2 separate regions of the Sus scrofa genome follow, and region 1 is linked to region 2. Evidence: chromatin contacts called from public HiChIP or PLAC-seq data. All regions are on one chromosome and are shown on one strand. The core of a region is the stretch at or near the end of the contact, and the rest is flanking DNA. Distances in the headings are between cores, read along the strand shown.

Region 1 (5,726 bases), core at 2,583-5,082, 78 kb after region 2:
AGCATGGTGATAGGTCACATGAAAGGTCACTGAAAAAGGTTTAATTTGAAAGATGTCTGGTGGGAAAAAATGAATTGTTTTCTGGTCTAGAACCAGACGTGCAAGGTGGTGCATTCCTGCCAAGGAAACTATTTACGCAGTGGCAAAATGATCAGCTATTAGGGATAAAAGAAAGTGATCTGCTTTAGCTGAGTATTGGATTAGATAACGTCGAATTTCCTTTCAAGACTCTAAACACCTCTCTAGGCCAAGTTAGAAAAAGAATGTCTGTGTTCAGGTCACGGGGGGGGGGTGCAGGGGGGGTTAGCCTCACAAAACCTAGCACAGCTGGTCTTCAGTTTTAATGAGACCCAGACGTTAGTAAGAAAGTAGACAAGAAAAGAGATATTTTTCCAGTTAAGATAAATTCCAGCTATTATATTAGGAAACAGGAAATTGGGGATTTTATAGGAGAAATGTGTGCAAACAAAAGCTGGATTTAGTTTCCAGGGGAACAATTATTCAAACGAGAGTCCTTGTTTTTGATTACGGAGTTCAAAAGTAATGGGATATGGGCATTATAAAAGAGAGGCACCTGCTTGTGTATTAAAAAAAATAACTTCCTATAGGGAGATATCATCTCCAAATTTAATTGTAAATGGGAAAAAAAAAAAAAAGATTCTCTCAAGGGCTGTGCTTAATTTTATTTCAGTGCTAAAATAAAAAAAGTGAATGAGGTTGCCCTCTAGTGACTGTTTCCTGCTTTTCACTTTTAGAAGCTCTTTAACAGGGGGCTCCATGCAGGCATTTTTCATCCTGGCTGTGCATTAGCATGACCTGAGCGCTAGTGTTTGTGCATTGCTCTTACCTGAAAGTGTTCCTGGACTTTGGATTCCAGGGGCCACCTAAGCTGAAATAAGAATCTTTGGAGTTGGGGCTTTCGAGGCTCTGCTTTATTTTAAAGATCTTCAGATGCCTCTGTTGGACTTAGTTTACAACCAGAGTTTGGAATGAACTGTTCTGGGGTCCTGCTGTGTGTAGGATGAAGTGTTATGTAGCCAAATTTATTTACTTATCTATTTATTTGTTTATTTATTTTCCTTGGCATATGGTGGTTCCCAGGCTAGAGGTCGAATTGGAGCTACAGCAGTCACAGCAACGCAGGATCCTTAACCCCCTGAACGAGGCCAGGGATTGAACCTGCATCTTCATGGATACTAGTTGGGTTCTTAACTTGCCACAACGGGAGCTCTGCCAAATGTATTTAAGGTACAGTATTTACTTACTTGCTCTAAGAACCTGGCCTCAAGAACATGCAGCTTGGTGTTGCATCTTCATAGCTCTGAAACTTAAAATGGGTTTAGCACGGCCGGAGGTTACCCTACTGCTAAACCCAAAGACACAAAAAACGTTTAGTATAATACTGGTGTTAGTAACGATTAACTAAAAACTACTTAAATGTTCATCAACAGGGCTTGGCAAAATGACAGTAAATCCCAACATTGAAATTCTAACGCAAGCACTTAAAAAGAATGAGGTATGTCTATGTGTGCTGACACCCCAGATGCATTATGTGCAGAAAGCAATCCCTGTATTTAGAAAAGAGGTGGCCCGATGCAGGCGGTCTGGAGCCGATCTCAGAAACACCGCATTCGTGAATAGACAGAGTAGTAGTTGTGATGTAAGGCCATGGACAGGGCCTGGGGATTTTCAATTTTTTTTTTTTTTTTTTTTGGCCTTTTTTGCCATTTCTTGGGCTGCTCCTGTGGCATGTGGAGGTTTCCCATGCTAGGGGTCCAATTGGAGCCATAGCCACCGGCCTACGTCACAGCCACAGCAACACAGGATCCGAGCCGCATCTGCAACCTACACCACAGCTCACGGCAATGCTGGATCCTTCACCCACTGAGCAAGGCCAGGGATCGAACCCGCAACCTCATGGTTCCTAGTCGGATTCGTTAACCACTGAGCCACGACAGGAACTCCGGATTTTCCTCTTTAACAGGTTCCTCAAGTGATTTTACTACAAACCAGAGTTTGAAATCACTAGTGTGGGCATCTTCCCAAAGACCCTCAGATCTGCCTCCTAGTTTTCCTCTAGGTCTCTGGCCGGTCCAGATCTTCGTCTGTGCTCCTGGCCCTCTGGGGGCACTTTTGGTCTGCGATGGAGAGAGAGTGTGCCTTGTGGATTGTCTCCATCAGCAAATAGTGAAAATACGATGTAAAGTGAATTTGCAAGACATCCTTCATACATATGGACCTTTAGGCACATTCTTGCAACACAAAGCTTGTTCCCAGTATGTAGGTGGGGTGTCCCCAGTTCACCACAACGTGGAACGTCGTCTGGTGGCCGTGGTCACGTACAAATCGGTCATTCTAACAGGATATGACTGCAGCCTATGTCTCTGCAAAAGACAGAACAGAAAGCGTGGCAAGGAAACAAAGAAGGAACCGAAGGAGCAAAAGTTGAAAGGGCAAAGGAGCAAAGGGTCACCAAGGGCTGATTTGCGATGTGTTTGCTGTTTGTTCCCCAAAGGGTTGGATGCTGGGAGCTTGTCCTCTGCTTTTTGTTTTATTGTTCTTGTTTGCGGCTGTGCCTGTGGCATGCGGACATTCCTGGGGCCAGGGATCAAACCTGTGCCATCGCAGTGACTCCAACCAGAGCAGTGGCCATGCCAGATCCTCAACCTGATGAGCCACCAGGGAACTCCTGTCCCTTGTTATTTGAATTTTCAGTCCGTAGAACTTGTGGGCAGCAATCCACGAGTCTGCAGTGTCCTCCTACACCTTCGTGAGCTGTCCAGTGTCAGGTGAGTGATGGAAACCAGCCCCTTGGGGGAAGGTTCTGCAGTTGGGCTCACGTGCTTTATAACAAGGGGTGGGAGATCGGAGGGCTGGATGAGGATGGGGAAGAGGGTGTTAGAGCTCCCGGGACCTCCCAGCCTCCCTGCTGCCACTGGACAGGAATCCGTCCTCCGACTCTCCAGCATATGGTCTTACAGGGATTATATAGCCTGACCTAAGTTTACGCTTGCTTGTTTGTCTGTCACTTACCGGAAACACGTAAGAGTCGCCTTGAGTCAAGTTGTGTGCCTTTCGTTCTCAAAATAATGTTTACGGCTTTCAGGTTATAAAAGAAAAGAACATAAATTTACAAAGAATATAGAGAGATCCAAGGGAACTGCCACAGGTGCAACCCCATTGTCCCTTGCAGTCCTTTTTCTAAGTATATGTTTGTATGTATTTTAAGAAAATTGGTGTCACATTGTTTTCTTCTGCTGAGGACCCCGTTCCGTTAGCCTACTCTGTCCTTTCACCACATTAATAAATATATTCAACTCATTAAAAGTTTCAATTAAGAGGAGTTCCTGTTGTGGCTCAGAGGTAATGAACCCGACCAGGATCCATGAGGATGAGGTGCCATCCCTGGCCTTGCTCAGTGGGTTAAGGTTCCGGCGTTGCTGTGAGCTGGGGTGTTGGTCGCAGACACAGCTCAGATCTGGCTCTGGCGTGGCTGTGGCTGTGGCTGTGGCTGGTAGCTATAGCTCCACTTTGACCCTTAGCCTGAGAACTTCCATATGCTGTGAGTGCAGCCCTTGAAAAGACAAAAAAAAAAAAAAAAATTGAATTCTCTATTTCTACCCTCATTTGTTCCGTCTAGTATCGAAGGCTGTTTAGTGAGTTCTCAGCTTTTCTCTGTTATAAACTCTTGTTTGCTTTTTGTTTTTGTATATATTTTTCATGACACCATTTTTATTTTGGACAAAATGTCTGTAAGTCAGAAACAGCAGAGCATATAACAAAGCCCTGTACCACCAGCCTGTGCCCACCAGAGGGCACAGACGCACACGTTTTCTATCTGTAAACCAGATGGAAGCCCGAGTCCCTTCTGTTCCCCTCCCTGTCCCTCCTTCCTTGGGTACCACGTGCCACCGTCATGAACTGACTGTCTCTTTGCTTTCCCTACATCCCCAAATCCCCAAATCGTGTATTTTTAAAACATTTTGTTTTCTTTTTTAGAATTAACTCTGAATGCCCCTGGTATTTCACCATTATTCATGATATTGGCTGTTCTAACATATCTATTCTTCGTCGGAGCTACGAGTATATCCTTTTCTGATATTTCTTGTTTACTAATAATTTAAAAATCAGAAGTGGATCTCGAGTGTTCAAGAATGACATTGTGGGACTTGGAGAACAGACTTGAGGTTGCCGGGGGGGGGTGGGATGGCCTGGGAATTTGGGGTTCATGGTTGCAAGTTATTGCCTTGAGAATGGATAAGCAATGAGATCCTGCTGTGTCGCACTGGGAACTCTATCTAGTCACTTATGATGGAGCCTGATAATGCGGGAAAAAGAATGTATACATGTATGTGTGACTGGGTCACCTTGCTGTGCAGTAGAAAGTTGACGGAACATGGTAAACCAGCCACGGGGGAAAAATAAAAATCATTTAAAAAGGGGAAAACAAGAATAATATTCTTCATTCTTCCAGTTGCTCAGGCCAAAAATTTAAAGTTGCTTGTGTCCCTTTTCTGCCTTTGAAACCCTCCTGTCCAAAGCATCGGTACGTCCTGTCGGCTAGAGCAGCATCGCACACACGGAAGGCGGGCCACTTGTTCCTCCCCGGATCAGCACGACAGCCTCAGACCTCACTCAGCTTCCACGTTTCCTGGACTACCTGCTCTTGTCTGCCCCAGTAGCCAGGCCCTGCACTTTTTGCTCACAACCTGGAGCAGAGTTTGGCTTCCACCTAACTCCTCAGCCTACAAGCTTCTGTCGTTTTTTCCTCCAACGCTGCTACCATAATCCCCTGCACATCCACTCCAAGCATGCTGGCGTTCCTGCTGTCCTCAGTGCACCAGGCAGGATGCTGCCTCGGGGCTTTGGCACGTGCTGTAAATTCTCCCTGGACACCCATGTGGTGGCTCCCTTACCTGTCTCAGGATTCTGTCCCAATGCCATCGCCATGCAACCTTCTCTGGTCATCCCACTTAAAGCAGCAATTCTTATTATGATGTTTTCCTGTTTATTTTTTTTCCCCCATAGCATTTATCACTATCTAACCTACTCTATTTTTCCTTTTTATTTACTGTCTTTCTCTGATCAAATACAAGCTTGAGGAGGGCATCTCTAGCACGTGTGATGTTATCTGGCACACAGGAGACAGTCAACTGAACGTCAACTCAACCCAAGTATTTGTTGAATGAATGAAGCTCGTTTATTTTTTTATGGGAGATGAGCTACTGATGAGATGTTCTATAGGACTGATGATGTATTGTAGGACTGGATTTATGAATGTCCTGGGTTAAATTCTTTTTGTTAATACTGAATGACTCTTTAAAAAGTACTTTTGCAATTAAATTTGTTTTATATTTTTTCAATCTTTGTGCATAAGTGATGTTTGGTTTTCTTATTTTGTCTCTCTCTCTCTTTTTTTTTTTTTTTTTTTTTTTTTTTTGGTCTCATGTCCTTTTAGGGCCGCACCTGAGGCATATGGAGGTTCCCAGGCTAAGGATCTAATCGGAGCTGTTGCTGCCGGCCTACACCACAGCCACAGCAATGTGGAATCCGAGCTGCATCTGCGACCTGCACCACAGCTCAGGGCAACACCAGATCCTTAACCCACTGAGCGAGGCCAGGGATCGAACTGCAGCCTCATGGTTCCTCATCGATTCGTTTCCTCTGTGCCATGATGGGAACGCCTATTCTCTGTTTTTAAGAGTCTGCTCTCAAGGCCATCTTAG
Region 2 (6,382 bases), core at 2,258-4,757:
CAACATAAAAATACACCATCAATAGTTGAGAGATTTGGGGAAAGAATGCTATGAAACCAATAAAACTTATTAAGTGTTTTAGTAAATTTAGCACAAAAATAGAAAAATGTCTAGGCTATATATGGGCTTATAAACATTAATTTTAGTTGCCTTGACATAATCTAGTAACAAATGCTTAAAATCACTAATTTCAGTCAATATAAATTAAAAATATGGATTGTATGTGGCTGTTTGGCTAATCAAAAATATCTTTGAAAGAAAAGCTGGTGGTAGGAATCCCAAAAGATAAAGAGGAGATTTCTATTAAAGATAACATTTCCCAATCTACCATTACGGTTCTAGCCCTAGAATCTGCCAACCAGCTGGAAGAAGGATGGCAAGAAGACAGGGCATTGAGGAAGGGACGGGTGATCTGAACCTGAGGCTCTCTTTTAGCTCTAGGACAACTTTGGTTCTAGATGGGAAGAGAATCACTAAAAATGGAGATCAGAGCAGCAATTTTAGTTCAAATAAAGAAGATATCTTCTGGGGTGTGTGTGTGTGTGTGTGTGTGTGTGTGTGTGTGTGTGTGTGTGTGTGTGTGATGGAATATTACTCAGCCATAAAAAAGAATGAAATAATGCCTCTGTTCCTCTCCAAGGTGACAGCTTACTTCATCAACGCATGCAAGCTAAGAAGGCAGTAGAAGGAGTCTGCCAGCAAAATGGAAGTCAGAATTTTATGTCCTACACTTTCGTGGAACATCTCATCACTTTTGCCTTTTTCTGTTTGTTAGAACAAGTCATTAGACCATCCCACACTCAAGGGTAGGGATTTATGTGAGGGCGTGAGTATCAGCAGCTGGGGATCATAGAGAGGTCCTTTTAGAGTTGGCTTGTCACAACAGTGTGTGTGATCTATTTAGTAAAATGAAATACATAATTTTAGGCATTTGAGATTTAGATTAAAATGAAAGTATCATATGTGAAATATGGCTTCCTTTTTATAAATAAAAGAGGACAGGTGCATAAATACATGTCTGTCTATAAATGCATACAAAATAATGGGAACGATACAGATCAAATGGTTAGTGTCTTTGCTCAAGGTGTGTTAACAGGATACCATAGATTGAATGGCTTATAAACAGTGGAGATTTATTTCTCACAGTTTAAGAGACTGGAAAGTCCAAGATAAGGCCCTGGCAGATTAGATGTCTGGTGAGAGCCTCGTCCTTGTTCGTAGAGAGCCTTCTTTTTGTTAGGTCTTTACATGGCAGAAGGGGCGAGGGAGCTTTCTGGGGTCTCTTACAAGGCACCAGTTCCATTTATGAGGGATCCACCCTTCTGACCTAAGCGCCTCCCAAAACTCTGCCTTCTAATACCTACACATTGGGGATTAGGTTTTGACATTTGAGTTTTGAGAGAATGTTGAGAAACATTCCGACTGCAGTTCCCATTGTAGTGCTGCAGAAACAAATCCAACTAATATCCGTGAGGACGTGGGTTCGATCCCTGGCCTCACTCAGCAGGTTAAGGATCCAGCATTGCCATGAGCTGTGGTGTAGTTAGCAGATGCAGCTCCGAATATGCGTTGCTGTGGCTGTGGTGTAGGCCAGCAGCTGCAGATCTGATGTGACCCCTAGCCTGGGAACTTCCATTTGCCACCTCGGGTGCAGCCCTAAAAAGAAACAAAAAACAAAAAACAAAAAAAACCCAACAACACCCAAAAACCCAAAACAGAATCATTCAGACGATAGCAGTGATTATCTCTGGAAAGGAGTGAAGAGAAATGGGTATAAAGGAACTTTAATAGGTTAATCTAGGTCCTTACTTTCTTCTCAATATGAAGAAAAAGGAATTAGGATAATTTTATAAAGTTATAGAGGATAAATGGCTTTCCAGGGGCATATGCGCACTTAATTGTAGAATCAGGACTTAAAACACAGTTTGCCTAAACGTCATAGTTTTTTTTCCTGTTTATTTGTTGGATTGTTTCTTTATAGCTAAAGTTTTTTATTCAGAAAATTATTAAAAATTATTTATGAGAATGATAGCTATGAGTTTGTCTGCTGATACCTGGCTAACATCACTGGGTGGCCATCTCTACTCAATATATCTGGTAATTAAACCATTTTTTTTTTTTTTCTTTTTAGGGCCCAACCTACAGCATATGGAGCTTCCCAGGCTAGGGGTCTAATCGGAGCTGTAGCTGCCGGCCTACACCACAGCCACAGCAACGCCAGATCCAAGCCATGTCTGCAACCTACACCACAGCTCCCGGCAACGCCGGATCCTTAACCCACTGAGCAAGGCCAGGGATTGAACCCACATCCTTATGGTTTCTAGTCGGATTTGTTTCTGCTGCACCACAACAGGAACTCCAATTAAGCCATTTTTAAACCATGATAAAACAGAAATCTGTATTTAATTCTATGGTAAGTTTGCCAGATTTAGCAAATGAAAATATAAGATGCCTAGTTAAATGTGAATTTCAGACCTGCAATGAATAATATTTTAGTATAAATGTGTCTCAAGTATGCAAACGTTTTTATCCATACAATATGTGGGACACACATATTGTTCATTGTTTATCTGAAACTGACATTTAACTAGGTATCCTGTATTTTATATGGAACCCTAGCCTACGGGCAATGAAAAAAGCAGTGTAGTTTCCTGAGCAGAAGGATTCCATAGTAAAGTGGAATTTTAAAAGGAACAATCCCTGCTTCATCAGCATCTAGATACTGCAAGATCTTTTTCTGACCCAGGGACTATTCAACAAATATTTACGGATGCCTGCTTGGTGTGAGGCCCTGCATCAGCTGCTGGGGATTTAAAATCAAACACATTTCCATCTTCTTCTGCAAGAAGCTCAAAAGCTTCTTCTGCTGGTACTTGTTGCAGGATTTTTTGGGAGGCGACTGCAGGGAAGAATGTGCCAAATCTGGTTAAAACCAGATCAAATTCTTGTGAATGTCTCTTAGCTCTTACACTTTAGTGTTTTGGGGGTGGTTTTTAACTTACCTTAAGGCTTTTAAAATTAAAAGTTATAATGCATGCTTAAGACAAGAGTATTTTTTGAAAACTGAGTGAATTTTTTAAAAAGTTTTAAAGAATTCAGACGTTGCCTTATTTTCTTTGCGCCTTCATCTAGCCTACTGTACTGAAATAGTCACTGAAACCTCTCTGTGGCCGTATAAAGAAGTAATGTAATTTTGCAGAATGTGATTTACCCGGAGAAATTTGCCAAATTTGACTTTATGTCTATATTCTAGGAAAAGAGAAAAGCAAAACTCAATAAGGAAATAATTTGCAACTGAATTTCCGATAAATGTTCCAGAGATGGAGCTTTGTATCACAGTCTTCTGCATAGCGATTTGGTAGGGTTTTTTGTTTTTTTTTTTTTTTTTTTTTCCAGTTTTCAGCACATTATTCCTTGACGTTTCTCCTGATGATGTAGTGTTATTGGATGAGTGACACATTACCACATGAGTTCTAAAGTTCCGTGTGTTCAGATTGAGTAACAGCTCTTGGGTGGGGAAAGATGACTGTGTGTAGCCACGGAGAAGTGGAGGAGAGAATGGAAGTGTGCCTTCCGGGGCCTGATTGCTGTCAGCTCCAGTCTCTCGTCTCCTCGGGGGCTCGGTGAGGGATCAGAGGGAATGGCCTGAAGGATGCATTCCCAAGTCGCCAGGTCATCTCACCTTGGCTGGTTTCAGTCAATGAAGGGCAGGAAGAAGGTAGCAGCCGGGGCTTCCTCCTCTCTCTCTCTCTTCCCCCCGGCAGCCTCTCAGACAATGCTGTGCCAACCTGGTGCCCCCAGGTCCTGGGCTATGACCGACTCCCATTCTCTCCTCTGGCTCAGGGAGAGCAGTGGCCCCTCATGATGCTGTCTCACGGAGCCCACTGGCATCTCAGATCTTCTGCCGTACCCATTCCTTGTGTTAAGACCTTTCTGTTCTAGGTCTTGGTTTCTGATTTTCTGGAGAGACCTTGCCTGATACAGGGAATGTGGGAATTTTTAGGAGAATGTCAGAAAAGCATCCGTGTTCTTTTTCAGGGAATTTCAAGTAAACAAATGAACAGCTGTTCCTTTAGCACCAATGCTTTCTGTTTCAAGGATCCGAAGCCACTCAAGGCCTTCCAGAGCAGAGAGAATTGCTAAGAAGGTTTGACTAGGAGAGCATGATCCTGTGCCTTGGCTCAAACCAAGGTTTCTGTCGTTTTCTAGGGAAGACAGACAATTTCCTTTTTTTTTTTTTTTTTTTTTAATGGCGGGGAGACACCATCATTTCTGGACCATTCTTTTTTTTGGCCACCCCACAGCTGAAGGAGTTCCTGGGCCGGGAACTGAATCCAAGCCACAGTTGTGACCTACACCACAGCTGTGGCAACGCCAGATCCTTTAACCCACTCTGCCGGGCGAGGATCAAACCTGCGTCCTGGCGCTGCAGAGACCCCACCAGTCCTCTTGCACCACAGTGGGAACTCCAGGACCTATAATTCTTAAAACGAATATGTAAGGGAAAAGAAAATAAAGAAAGGCAGAGGGAAATGGGGGAAAAAAGGGAGTTTAGAGCTAAGGGAAAAAAAACAGGAAGATGACATGCAATCAGAGAATACAACTCTCCTCTTGGAGAGGAAGGCAATAGCTTTGATCAAAAGGGGGTTAAAAAAAATCTATTTTCTCAGAGATGTTACTCAGAACCCTGAAGTTCATTTACACCTTTCAGATATTTGCATGACATCATAAGCCATGGACAGTGTTTGCTGTATACATTATAAATACTCGTCATTACTACCTCTCAGTGGCAAAGGAAAGGAAACTCTCTCACACTGATTGCAGTGAGCTTGACAAGTGGGCAGCAATAGCACACGCCTGACACAGGGAGAGCAGTCACGCAGCCTTGGATTGTGTCGGCGTAAGACACCTCACTCTTATGAGTTAAGGGCCTCATTAGCTGACCTGTTAGGCAAGGTCAAACCTTGAATTAGAATTTGTGTGAGTACGGAGTTTCCGTTGTGGCGCAGCAGAAACACATCCGACTAGGAACCACAAGGTTTATAGGTTCAATCCCGGGTCTCACTCAGTGGGTTAAGGATCCGGTGTTGCCGTGAGCTGGGGTGTAGGTCACAGACGCAGCTCAAATCCCACCTTGCTGTGGCTGTGGTGTAGGCCGGCAGCTGCAGCTCCAATTTGACCCCCTAGTCTGGGAACCTCCGTATGCCACGGGTGGGGCCCTAAAAAGAACAAAACAAGAAAGAACAAAACAAGAAAGAACAAAAATTGTGTACATCACAGATCCACTCACTGCTTTTTGGCATCAAATATAAAGAAGACAAGGTCTTTCTGAAATGTCCCGAGGCGTTCTTGCTCTCAAGTGTACCACAGCCTCAAGAACGAGGGCTGAGGCTGCTTTGGTCACGTCCTGAGACATCTCAAGCAAGTTACTTAACCTCTCTGGGTCTCTTTTGTAAAATAGAGCATTAAATGTGTGCATACACACATGGGTTAGACCAGCAGTTAGACCTGGAACTCGGTAAGCACTCAACAAAGGTTACGTGTTCCTATCGCTCAGAAATGATACCTGTGATTTTAAAACTGTGCTAACTTCAAAGCATGGGAAGCACACTTTAGACAAGTGCCTAACATTACACACCATATTCCATATAAGAAGTCACGTGGTGTGTGACTTCTATCTTCCAAGCCAAAGGAGAAGAAAAAAAGCACTTCTAGGGGCCGCTGGGAGATTTGAGAAATAGGCAACAGTAGAAAAACATTTAAAACATTAAAAATGAAATTCCTGTCTTCAGACTCATTCTACACATACAATGAAGAGAAAAGTGACTGTGTGTTATGGTAGCAAAGAAAGCAGAATAGCTGGGGTTGGGGAATCTCCACCAGAACAGTCACTGCATTTTTAGACGGACAGTATATTGGGAAATACTGGGTCTGAAGCTGTGCTTAGCATTCAGCCTGGGTTCCCTCTGCGTCTTGAGAATTTTTAGCTTACTGAAGTCAAATGACATTTTTTTAACAGATGGAAACTTATGAGCTGTTTAGGGAAATAAGCACATGTCTTAATTGGACCACATCGCCTTTTCCATGAAAATGGAAACTTTAAAAAAAGGTTTAGACAGAAAGCAATGGATAGGAATGTTGTCTCTCTCTTGTCCTCCTTCTCTTTTTCCCTTTCTCCCTCGCTCTGTCCCTGTCTCTCTCCTTCTCTCTTCCTTTCTGATGGGTGGTTGTCCCCACCTTCCTATGAACAAACATCAGCCCAGCAATGAGTGCTGCTCTCTGCATTTTGCGTGGACATGGATGCCGTCCACATCGTTGTGGAAACACCAGTTCTGTAGCGGGTTCTGATGAGGTCCTGCTAGGCTAACGCCAGTGGTGGTTG

The links. HiChIP or PLAC-seq counts read pairs in DNA pulled down with a chosen protein or histone mark.
Region 1: an H3K27ac HiChIP or PLAC-seq map of alveolar macrophages shows a contact between it and region 2. The contact joins two enhancer-like sites. A contact is called at or near these places in 16 of 47 Hi-C or Micro-C datasets (alveolar macrophages, brain, embryonic fibroblasts and 11 more) and 2 of 2 datasets of contacts at active chromatin or transcription factors (alveolar macrophages and skeletal muscle).

What each region holds. Positions count from the first base shown.
Region 1 is chr8:131,174,544-131,180,269 of Sscrofa11.1, forward strand. No RefSeq gene overlaps it. Among named protein-coding and RNA genes, the nearest start is that of MEPE, 21 kb to the right of the region's middle. Within about 2 kb of position 3,833, at least 3 of the 83 cell types and tissues checked have an H3K27ac peak or open chromatin away from gene starts, as enhancers often do. A contact at or near this core is called in alveolar macrophages, where this site is marked.
Region 2 is chr8:131,097,029-131,103,410 of Sscrofa11.1, forward strand. No RefSeq gene overlaps it. Among named protein-coding and RNA genes, the nearest start is that of SPP1, 15 kb to the left of the region's middle. Within about 2 kb of position 3,508, at least 2 of the 83 cell types and tissues checked have an H3K27ac peak or open chromatin away from gene starts, as enhancers often do. A contact at or near this core is called in alveolar macrophages, where this site is marked.